Regions from separate parts of the Mus musculus genome. Here region 1 is linked to region 2. A link is a contact called in public Hi-C data. All regions are on one chromosome and are shown on one strand. Each heading gives the region's core, a stretch centred on a gene start, on an enhancer-like site or on the middle of the called end of the contact. The rest is flanking DNA. Distances are from core to core; before and after follow the strand shown.

What was found. Hi-C and Micro-C count contacts between places; a contact is called where the count stands out from the background.
Region 1: a Hi-C map of bone marrow-derived macrophages shows a contact between it and region 2, with 1.8 times the contacts expected there. The contact joins two enhancer-like sites. A contact is called at or near these places in 4 of 484 Hi-C or Micro-C datasets (the HPC-5 cell line, bone marrow-derived macrophages, nephron progenitors and 1 more), 1 of 115 datasets of contacts at active chromatin or transcription factors (microglia) and 1 of 9 other capture datasets (bone marrow-derived macrophages).

Annotation. Positions count from the first base shown.
Region 1 is chr5:43,183,054-43,187,566 of GRCm38.p6, forward strand. Gm7854 (predicted gene 7854) reads right to left here. Exons shown (of 8, transcript NR_028417.2): 5 at 4,480-4,513. Among named protein-coding and RNA genes, the nearest start is that of Gm46911, 26 kb to the right of the region's middle. Within about 2 kb of position 2,583, at least 24 of the 459 cell types and tissues checked have an H3K27ac peak or open chromatin away from gene starts, as enhancers often do. A contact at or near this core is called in bone marrow-derived macrophages, where this site is marked.
Region 2 is chr5:43,114,320-43,119,345 of GRCm38.p6, forward strand. No RefSeq gene overlaps it. Among named protein-coding and RNA genes, the nearest start is that of Gm43700, 78 kb to the left of the region's middle. Within about 2 kb of position 2,677, at least 31 of the 459 cell types and tissues checked have an H3K27ac peak or open chromatin away from gene starts, as enhancers often do. A contact at or near this core is called in bone marrow-derived macrophages, where this site is marked.

The DNA.
Region 1 (4,513 bases), core at 1,333-3,832, 69 kb after region 2:
GCCTGGAGATCAGCTAGACTTTAGACTTTATCAATAAAGAGCCTCCAACCTGCTTTGCCTATATTCCATGATGAACCTTTTCTCAGTGCACAATTTTCCTCCAACATCCAGTGGTTTCTTCTTCAGATATAGGGATTGTCTGACTCACTGCCCAAAGAGCCTTTCCTACTTGTCTCTCTCATCTATCCTGGGCCATATAGCCATCATCAAATGAGCCCCTAAGTCAAGAACCTACAGATGCTCACCATATTGGGTCTGGGCTCCTGGAACACCATGACAGCAGAGGGCATCTCTAGACAACACCACGCTAAAGATGGTGCAAGCCTCCTGGACCAAGAGCTAAGAAAGTACGCATCTTGCTCAATGAACATTGGGGTAGGGTATGGAGGGTAAAAAAATAATAATGGATAAACAGCAGTAACTATTTACAATACAATAAAAAGTGGCACACTCTAATCCATATAATAATCTCACAATATTTTTGATAGGAAGTATAATCCAATAAATACTATGCAGTATTACTATAGTAAAAGAGATTGTATAATAAAGGTAAAATTGTTGTCTTGGTTACAATTTTTTCAGCTTGACACAGCTAGCCTCATCTGAGAAGAGGGAACCTCAATTGAGAAAATACCTGAATCAGATTGTCTGTTGGCAAGTCTTTAGGGAATTTGCTTGGTTAATGATTGAGGTAGGAAGTGAGTGGAGCCAGCTCTGTCCTGATGTTCTGCACAGTAAAAAAAAGTAGGCTGAGCAAGCTGTACAGAGCAAGCTAATAATCAATGCTCTTTCATGTTCTCTGGTCCAGTGCCTGCCTTTGGTTCCTGACTTGAGTTCCTATCCTGATTTCCTTCATAATGGACTATAAACTATGAGATGAAATAAAACCTTTCCTCCCCAAGTGATTTCTGCTCATGGTGTTTGTCACAGCAGTAGAAAGCCAAACTAAGTATTAGGTATTAGTGGGATGAGAACAATGCATTATTAGGTAGATTCCAAACAGCAGAAACCCCAAATTAAAGATGAAATGGGATAGCCATTAACTTACTTTTAAGCTTCCTGACAGCCAAAATACAAAACAACACAAAACAACAAAAAGTATAGTCATTTAAAAAGACTGAAATATATCTTAGAAGATCAATGCTATTACTGGATGAGAATTTCTAGAGAAAATATATTTCCACACTTTTTCTAAGGTGTTCAGTTAGTGTAATAGCATGGAGCCATCAATAGTATCCTTGAGCTAAATGTAGCAATGTAACAACAAGCTTGTCAATAAAAACCACATACTTGGATTGCTTTGAGATACTGGGATTAAACCAAAGCAATTCACAGACACTATGAATTAATTAAAGAAGAACTTCTAGAATTACATATAAAATGAGAATCCTAAGGAATACAAGAAGAGATGATCTCAAAGTTACTTTGTCTTGGTCATTGAAAGGTTATTTTTATTTCTTAGGAAAAATAATTCAAGAAAACAAAATTAATAATGCTTTGAAAGAAAAAGCAGAAAACTTCCATGAAAGGATAAACCAGTTGTGTCAATCACCTTGAATTATATATTAACCCCCATGAGCCCCACTTGCATGGTCTTCCACCATCATTTCTTGTGGAACAAAGTCCTATTTGAATCATTGTCCCTTGCTAAATGCCACACATATTTGCACATAATAGTTAACCCTGTGTGTGTGTGTGTGTGTGTATGTGTGTGTGTGTGTGTGTGTGTGTGTGCCCGAGGCAATTATGTTTGTCTCTCAGCTTGATTGGGTTAAAAACACTTAAGGAGTTAATAAAATACCTCTGGGTACGTTTGTGACGGTACTCTCCAGAGACTGGATCAGAAGTTCTATGACCTAGTGAATAGATTACTCCCTTGATTAGTTCACAATAACACTGTATTATGGGAAGTGGTGGAAGGAAGGGGGCAGGCCTAGCTGGAAGAAGTGGGTCACTGGTGGTATGCATCTGGTGGTTATATCTTGTGCCAGTCTCTTCCTGTGCCCTGTTTTCGGTGCTTCCCATTCAGCCTGGCCACATGTTCTTACCATCATACTGTTCTGCCCAAGTGCACTGTGCCACAAAACTAGAATATGAAATGAATCCTCTGAAACTATGTACCTCCCTCCTTAAGTAGCCTTTTTTTTTTTTTGTCTTTTCCTCCCTTTTTGGTCATGACCATAAGAAAAAATGAACAACACAGCACATTTTACTGTAATTGTTTAATGTCTGACTTCCCTGCTGGAAAGATGAGAAACTGGCTTCTTTGACATGTCAATTCTTGGTATGGTACATGGTTCAGTATGGAAAAATAATCAATAAGCTAATTCACTACAGAAGTCTGGACTTTGGGGACCATATTATATGCCCTCAAAATGTTTAAATCCTAACCAAGATAAGGGTTTGTTTTTAGAGTAGATGAGCTAAAATGAGATTGCATGGAGAGCTGGATGTAGATATGTATCTGGAGAAACCAAGGTGCGAATAGTCAGGTATGAACACAATCCTGGAAGAGGCAGCTTCCTTCCCAGACTTCTGGAGGAACCTTGTGAACAGTCTGACCTCACTCTTGTGTCTTTCACACAGCCAGACAGGAAGTTCCTGTTGTTTCAAATCTTAGTTCCTTTTATGAAATGGCCTTCACTTAAGTCACTACAGTGACCTTAAGATCCTTTCTGTGGTCCACTTTCTACAAATAGGGTTTTCCTCACGAGGCTTTATAAGGACAGAGAAGGCTACACTGCCTTAGTCAGCAGCCATACTATGGTGACAAAGGCCATACCTATGTGGAGTCTGACATCTGTTCCAGTAAAGATGGCGCCTTTCTCCCCATTTCCCAGGCTTCTGTGAAACACACTCACACGCATCCATCTTACAATACAACCTCCGATGCTAACTTGCTTATGATTTTGACCAGTTGACTAGACTCCCTGGGTTTCCTCATGCTAAGACACAAGTGGAAGAATCTATGAAAGTCTAAATTATGGCATTAGACACGAAACTCCTAATCTGGTCCCCAATGCACATTAAAGAGTCTGAAAGCTGTCAGTGTACTCCCTTTGCTTTCTTGTTCTGCTTGTACTGAAATATAGATTTCCTCTCCAAGAAAGTGAGTAGGCTCTTAAATGCTATAACAATGTTAAGGCATTTTCCTTTAATATTATAATTTAACAATCTTGTACACTATTTAGAAGGTCAAGGAGATAGTTTGGGAAAAAAAAGAAAAAAAAGAAAGATGATAAATAGATGCCATTTCAGTTTAAGAGGAGAAATACAGTGTGTGTGTGTGTTTGTGTGTGTGTGTGTGTGTGTGTGTGTGTGTGTGTGTGTGTGTGTATGCACATGAACCACACATCCAAACTGGCATTTTAAATTTCTCATTAAAAAACAATTCTGGTTCATTGAGTTTACTTATAAACTCTGGCTAAGGTTTACACTTAAACAAATGTGTTTAATTCCATTGCACACCACCAAATTAGTCTAAGTGTAAACTCAAACTCCATATCTTACAAATGTGTTTTTCCATGCTCCTTTGTTCTAATTTTCATTGTTTAATTTTTTTTCTGCATCGCTTTTCAGTAACTATGTGTTCTTTACCAAGCCAAGGAGGGAAAACCAAACAGAAGCCGGGGAGAAGAGATATAAATGTGAAGCTGTTAGATTCCAGCGATTGCTTTCTAAAGAGTAAAGCTACCACTTGAGCCAGGACTAGCTAGAGAGAGATTGTGTTGGCACAAGTCCATTTCTGATGACTGGATTGGGGGAAATCAGCACTTTTGTTTCCTCAAAGCCCTCAATACTTTTGCAAGAAAATTCAGACTTAGGTCAACACCATATTACATAGAATGACTCCATTTCAACTACTAAACAGGGCCCAGCATGGTATACAAGTTAAAAGTCCCAATGAACACAGATGAGCATCTATTAGGAATTCCCACCACACTGTTGGAATTCAGGTTTGAATCCTAAAATGTTTGATGAGATTAAAATAAACAGCTGGTCAGTTCTCTCCAAACAGAAACACGAATGCTAAGGAGAACTGATAGCTGTCATTCTAACATCAGACAAAGAAGCAAGAAAACCATAAAAAGTACTCATAAACATATGTAACCCAGGAAGGTTCTCTTGCAGAGACACAGAGTATTAAATACAAGACATTATCAGGCCATTCTCTAATATAATCCAATAGGAAAAGACAAAGTCGCTGTACCCATCCTGCAGAAGGCTGAGAAATCAGAGCTAAGTACTCTGAAGGGCCCTTTTCCAGGTCCTTAGTTTCTACTTAGAAACACTGTTAATCTCCCAAAGCCATTCTTCCTCTCTAAATGAGCAGAATGATTCTGTCACTGATGACCCGCAATACTTTGGAGCTAGAATGTCCCCCAAGGGATCATGTGTTAAAGATTTTGTCACCAGCCTGTAGAACTTTTGGGAGGTGATTAAACTACTAGGAAGTGGAGTCTTCTGCAAGGAACTTACGTCATTTGGGGTTTGAGCTTCAGGTTACAGTCCA
Region 2 (5,026 bases), core at 1,427-3,926:
AGAAGCAAATGCTGATGGGAATGTTCTTACAGCATTAAAACAGATAATACAAAAAAATCATACCAAAGGAATAGATGGCAAATACTAAAGTTTGAGTCTTTCTGCCCAATATAATCAGTCATCAAGCTTGTCAAAGGATACTCTTGGGTCAAACAAAGGAAGCATCAAAGAAGATGAACAAAGGTATGAACTTGAAAGGAAGGAAGCACAATGCACTCAGAGTGAAGAGTGGGCTAGGAATATCACACATTCAACAATTGTTTATTGAGACAGCGGTGAATAAAGCTTTGCAGATACCATGTCACACATGCTTGGTGACATTTCCTAGAAATAGTGCTACTGAGTATAGTGGTCTTCCACATCGGCACTATTCCAGTACCTTTCAATGGCATTTGATGCTGTATGTTCTTATGAATGGGTTATTCTGAATAGTTATAACCATTCAGATTACTCTTATTCATCACAGCATCATATAAAGAGTAGACAGCTGTTTTGATGCTGCTCTGACCTCTCACTAATCATGTGACCTTGTGAAAATTACACATCTGCCCAACGGGGACAATTATAGCAATCTCTAGGCATGCACTGTGACACTCTGCACTAGCTAGTATACCACAGTGACATATATGTCCTTATTCCATGTGTATTTAACTATACCAAATAACGGTGAGAAGGAGCATCAAGAATTGTCTAAAGACATGACTAGGACAGATGACATCATTTAGGGGACTTAGGAGAAAAGCAAAATTGAGAGAGCCCTTGTTAAATTATTTCTAAAAATCTCAAAGGCAGTATCCTGGGGGTAGCACAGGGATCTTCTGCAACTGCTTAGGTTGAACACTAGGATGCTGGCCCTGAATGTGACTTTCATTGGTCCTTGGTTGCCCAGTATCTGCAGAGTGATGAATAGGCTATATGACAAGCATGGTTGTCGAACTAAAACATATGCCTGTACACTTGGGAGTTGTATGTAGGCTTAAATTTTTTTCTCAACCCTACTTTTTTTTTGGCAGCATGTCCATGCTCTCTTTATTAGCTCATTTGTTGGTCCAACCCTACTTTTAATAATTGTTTTTAAATGCTTTAACCTCCCTTCTAGCTCACCACCCACCCAGAGGTAGTGGAAAAGAAAGGTTATTAGGATATAGGGGAAATGAACTTGATTAGAAATCATTTTTTGGAGCAAATCCCATCTGCTTTGTTAGGAAATCAGCAGTTCAGTTAAAAAGATTCAGCAGCAGCAGCTTGATCCACATATAAATACTTCACGAATATACCAGCAGTCCAGTTCGGTAGTGTTGGGATAGCAACCACAAATCAGCAGCAGTGGCACTACCTAGCAGAGACAGCCATGCCTCAGCGGAATAGGTATGAGTCAGCAGAAAGAAGCATGACCACCACAAAAGACACCAAGAGAAATTCTTTGCATGCCTCCCTCAAGGAAGCAAAGATATTCAAGCAAGCCCCTCTCACATTCCATTGAGTCCTACTTACCCTCCCTCCAAACATCATGTGCCCTCCATGTGTCTTGCCTCAGCACATGAGTCTGTCTTAGTAAAACTCCACATGAGTCTGAACCATCTGACATCACTCTGCCAATAGGCCCAAGGAAGCAGCAAGAAGCCACCAGAGCACCACCAGAAGGGTTTTTTTCTTGGTGTGTTTCTCTCACTATGGAGTCACAACAATCAGCTCAGCTACGCATTGTAAGGTGAACCAATACATCATGTTGTTAGCAATGAATCCTTCATCATATGTCTTTTCACGTGCTTGCTTTAGCAAAACATCCTTTCACCTGTGTCTGCTTCAGGATGACACTCCTTCACATGTTCACCCCAACAAAATTCCATCCCACACAACTGACTTTCCAAAGAACCCTTAAGTTTCCACTTCAGTCATATGTTATAGCCTAGCCACTAATCTGATCAACTTTTTTTCTGTGAATAAAATCATACATGTAGTCCTTTGACTTTAGTTATTTCCAAGAGAGAGGAGGAAGGTGCAGTGAGAAAAAGACAGAGACATAGAGAGACAGTGTGAGACAGAGAAACACACACACAAAGAGGGGAAAGCAGAGACAGAAAGCTTCCATTCTTCCTCTACGTGCTAGCTTCCTCAACCCTAAAGGAATTGACTGCACATCACTGATGTCATGTCTCTTTAGGAATGGGGGCTGGGAGTGGGGGGCAAACTTATGCCAGGGTCTGAACTTCATCCAAGTCATGTTCCACATTGCACTGTATTTACTACCACCTTTATTACACCTGGAGCAAGGAAGACATGTGTTCAAAATTGTCTGATAAATAATTAGTAGGTTCAAGATTCAAACTTGAGCCTTGGGACCCCAAGATCATCAAATAATGCCTTAATAAATGTGTGCTTCTTCTAACTCTCTTCTGCAAGACTTGCCGCAAGTCTTTGAACTGAACAAAATTGCTTGGTGACCAGGAAAACCTGCTTTTCTATACCCTGGTAGGAGAGAATGCTCCATAATTCAGTTCAGGCATGTCAAGCTAGAGAAAGATCAGCACATGAGCTTGCGTGTCTGAGTTGAACTCCGGGAGTTCTAATTGTCATACAGTCAAGGCTCAGAGCTGATGTCACCAGTCTGCAGGCACCCAGATGTGAGCCTGTGCAGAGAGAATGCTATAAGGGGGAAAACGGAGGTCATGTGAGACTGAGGGAGAGACATAATTAATGTTACTGACAATGAAAAGCTCAGCTGGTGAGCGACAAATGAGTCAGCACTGGGCTTGATGTTGAAACCAAATGCTCTTCTGTTGCTCAAATTCCTACTTGTTTTGCAAAACGATAAGACAAGTTCTTGATCAATGCACACAAAAACGTCAACTTAAGAACACTATGCAAAATATAGGCAGAAAAGCACCCCCCGCCCCCATCTCTTTCTCTCTCTGTCTCTCTCTGTCTCTCTGTCTCTCATGTACATTCTTAAGTATCGTTTTAGTTTTGCCATTCCCACTGTAGAGTTTTTGAGGCTTTCCATAGCCCAACCCAAGTTTCCCTTCCTTATCATCATCATCATCTCATCTGAACCCAGAGGCAACTCTACCTGGGCCACAAGTCTGTCCTGTCTCCAAATCAGAAACACAGGTCAAGAAAGGACACGGCTTGGGTGATGGACGATGAAAAGTGTCATGTATTATCAACTTTTATCTAGGAATGCCTTTCTTACTTTGCTCCCCACAAGCCAATTCTGCTTGGTTTAACCACTTCTGTTCCCTTCTTCAGGGAGTGAATAAGTCCCTGCATCTAGTTTAGGATTCAAAGTTATACAGAACAGGACACTATGATTTTCCCAGACCTAGTAAGTTCAAAGTATCAGAGGTACCACCAGCTAGGCATGCCAGCATGTCTCACCCACCAAACTCTGGTATTCATAAAAGTCTCATCTTTATATAGCAAATTCATCTCCGCCTCTCCATTTTGCTCAGCACATTGTTTTGTTTTGTTTTGAACGAAGTAGGTCCTAGCCAACTAATACTAACACTATTTGCATCAATAGGCATCTCTAAGAATGATGGTGATGTGTCATTTTGCATGACAGTTGGTGCTTCTTGGACACAGAGTCAAGCAGATTATTTAATAACACAAGCATCTTACCAGACAGCAGAGAGAGGGGGAAGGGACAGAGCAAAAAAAAAAAAAAAAAAAAAAAAAAGTTCTGGATTAACACAGATGCTGCTCCATTAAATTATTTAAGAACTAAAAATTATGTAGGATTTGCCATTGACAGAGTTTTGAAATGAAAGGACAAATCCGTGGGTCTGTTTCCTGTTGACTAAAATTCATCTAGTCTATTCTGCTGAAGTGGAACTATTAATCTTGACTTTTGGAAGTGTATGCCAATAATAATGAAGCATTGGCTTTCGGTAAATTACAACGTGCTAGGAGTTTGCTGAGCTCTTGCAGATATTATCACATTAAATCTTCTCAACGGCCTCACAAGGAAGAAATTGTCATTGTTGTTATTATTATAATATTCCCGCTCCGTATCCCTCTTTGGCGATGAGGCCTCAGAGAGGCGTGATAATTTGCCTAAAGTTGCAAAGCAAGTCATTGGAAAAAGTAGATTTAAATCCAGACCTGTATGTAGCTACCAAGGCAATGCTTGGCATAAGTTTGACTCGATAAGGTAAATCGGGCTACTTGAATTATAAAAGCCATCGGGCTACTTGAATTATAAAAGCCATGTCTCCCCATAAATAGCATATACCTCTTCATTCTGTAAGTAGCAGAAATGAGATTTAAAGAAAAGATGGAATTTTGGACCTTTGGACATCATAGCTGACGAAAGGGTTTGCAGCCCCATAGGAAGAATAGCAATATCAACCAACCAGACACCCCAAAGCTCCCAGGGACTAAACCACCAACCAAAGAGTACACATGGGGGGACCCATGGCTCCAGCTGGATATGTAGCAGAGGATTGCCTTATCGGGCATCACTCAGTCCTGTAGAGGCTCGATGACCCAGGGTAGGGATGTGCTAGGGTGCTGAGACAGGAGTGGGTGGGCAGATGGGGGAGCTCCCTCATAGAGGCAGGGGAGGGGGGAGAGGATAGGAGATTTGTGGAGGGGAAACTGGGAAGAAGGATAACATTCGAAATGTAAAGAAATAAAATAACCAATAAAAAAAAAGAAAGAAAACAAAACCCAAAAAACCCCATGATAGCTGAAACAGACATCTAAATTAATACAAACAAGTTTATATCCAGCAGCTATCAAAGCTGTTTTCTTAATAACATTATGATGCAACTCTAACTTGTGTGCTACCCAATTTGTTTAGCTAAAGTTACAATTGAGAGGTTTTTTAATCTATTCACCTGAGATAAGTCCATCACCGTAAATGAACTGAAGAGCTATCCCATCCCCTCACATCAAAACCCTATGTCCAGATACACATGGTGTTACATCCCAAGCTCTGCGTGGTCTTGCTGACATGCTGGTCAGAGATTAAGTTAAGTGGGCTTTGAACTTGCCATTTTCCCACTTCATACTTTCAAGTGTC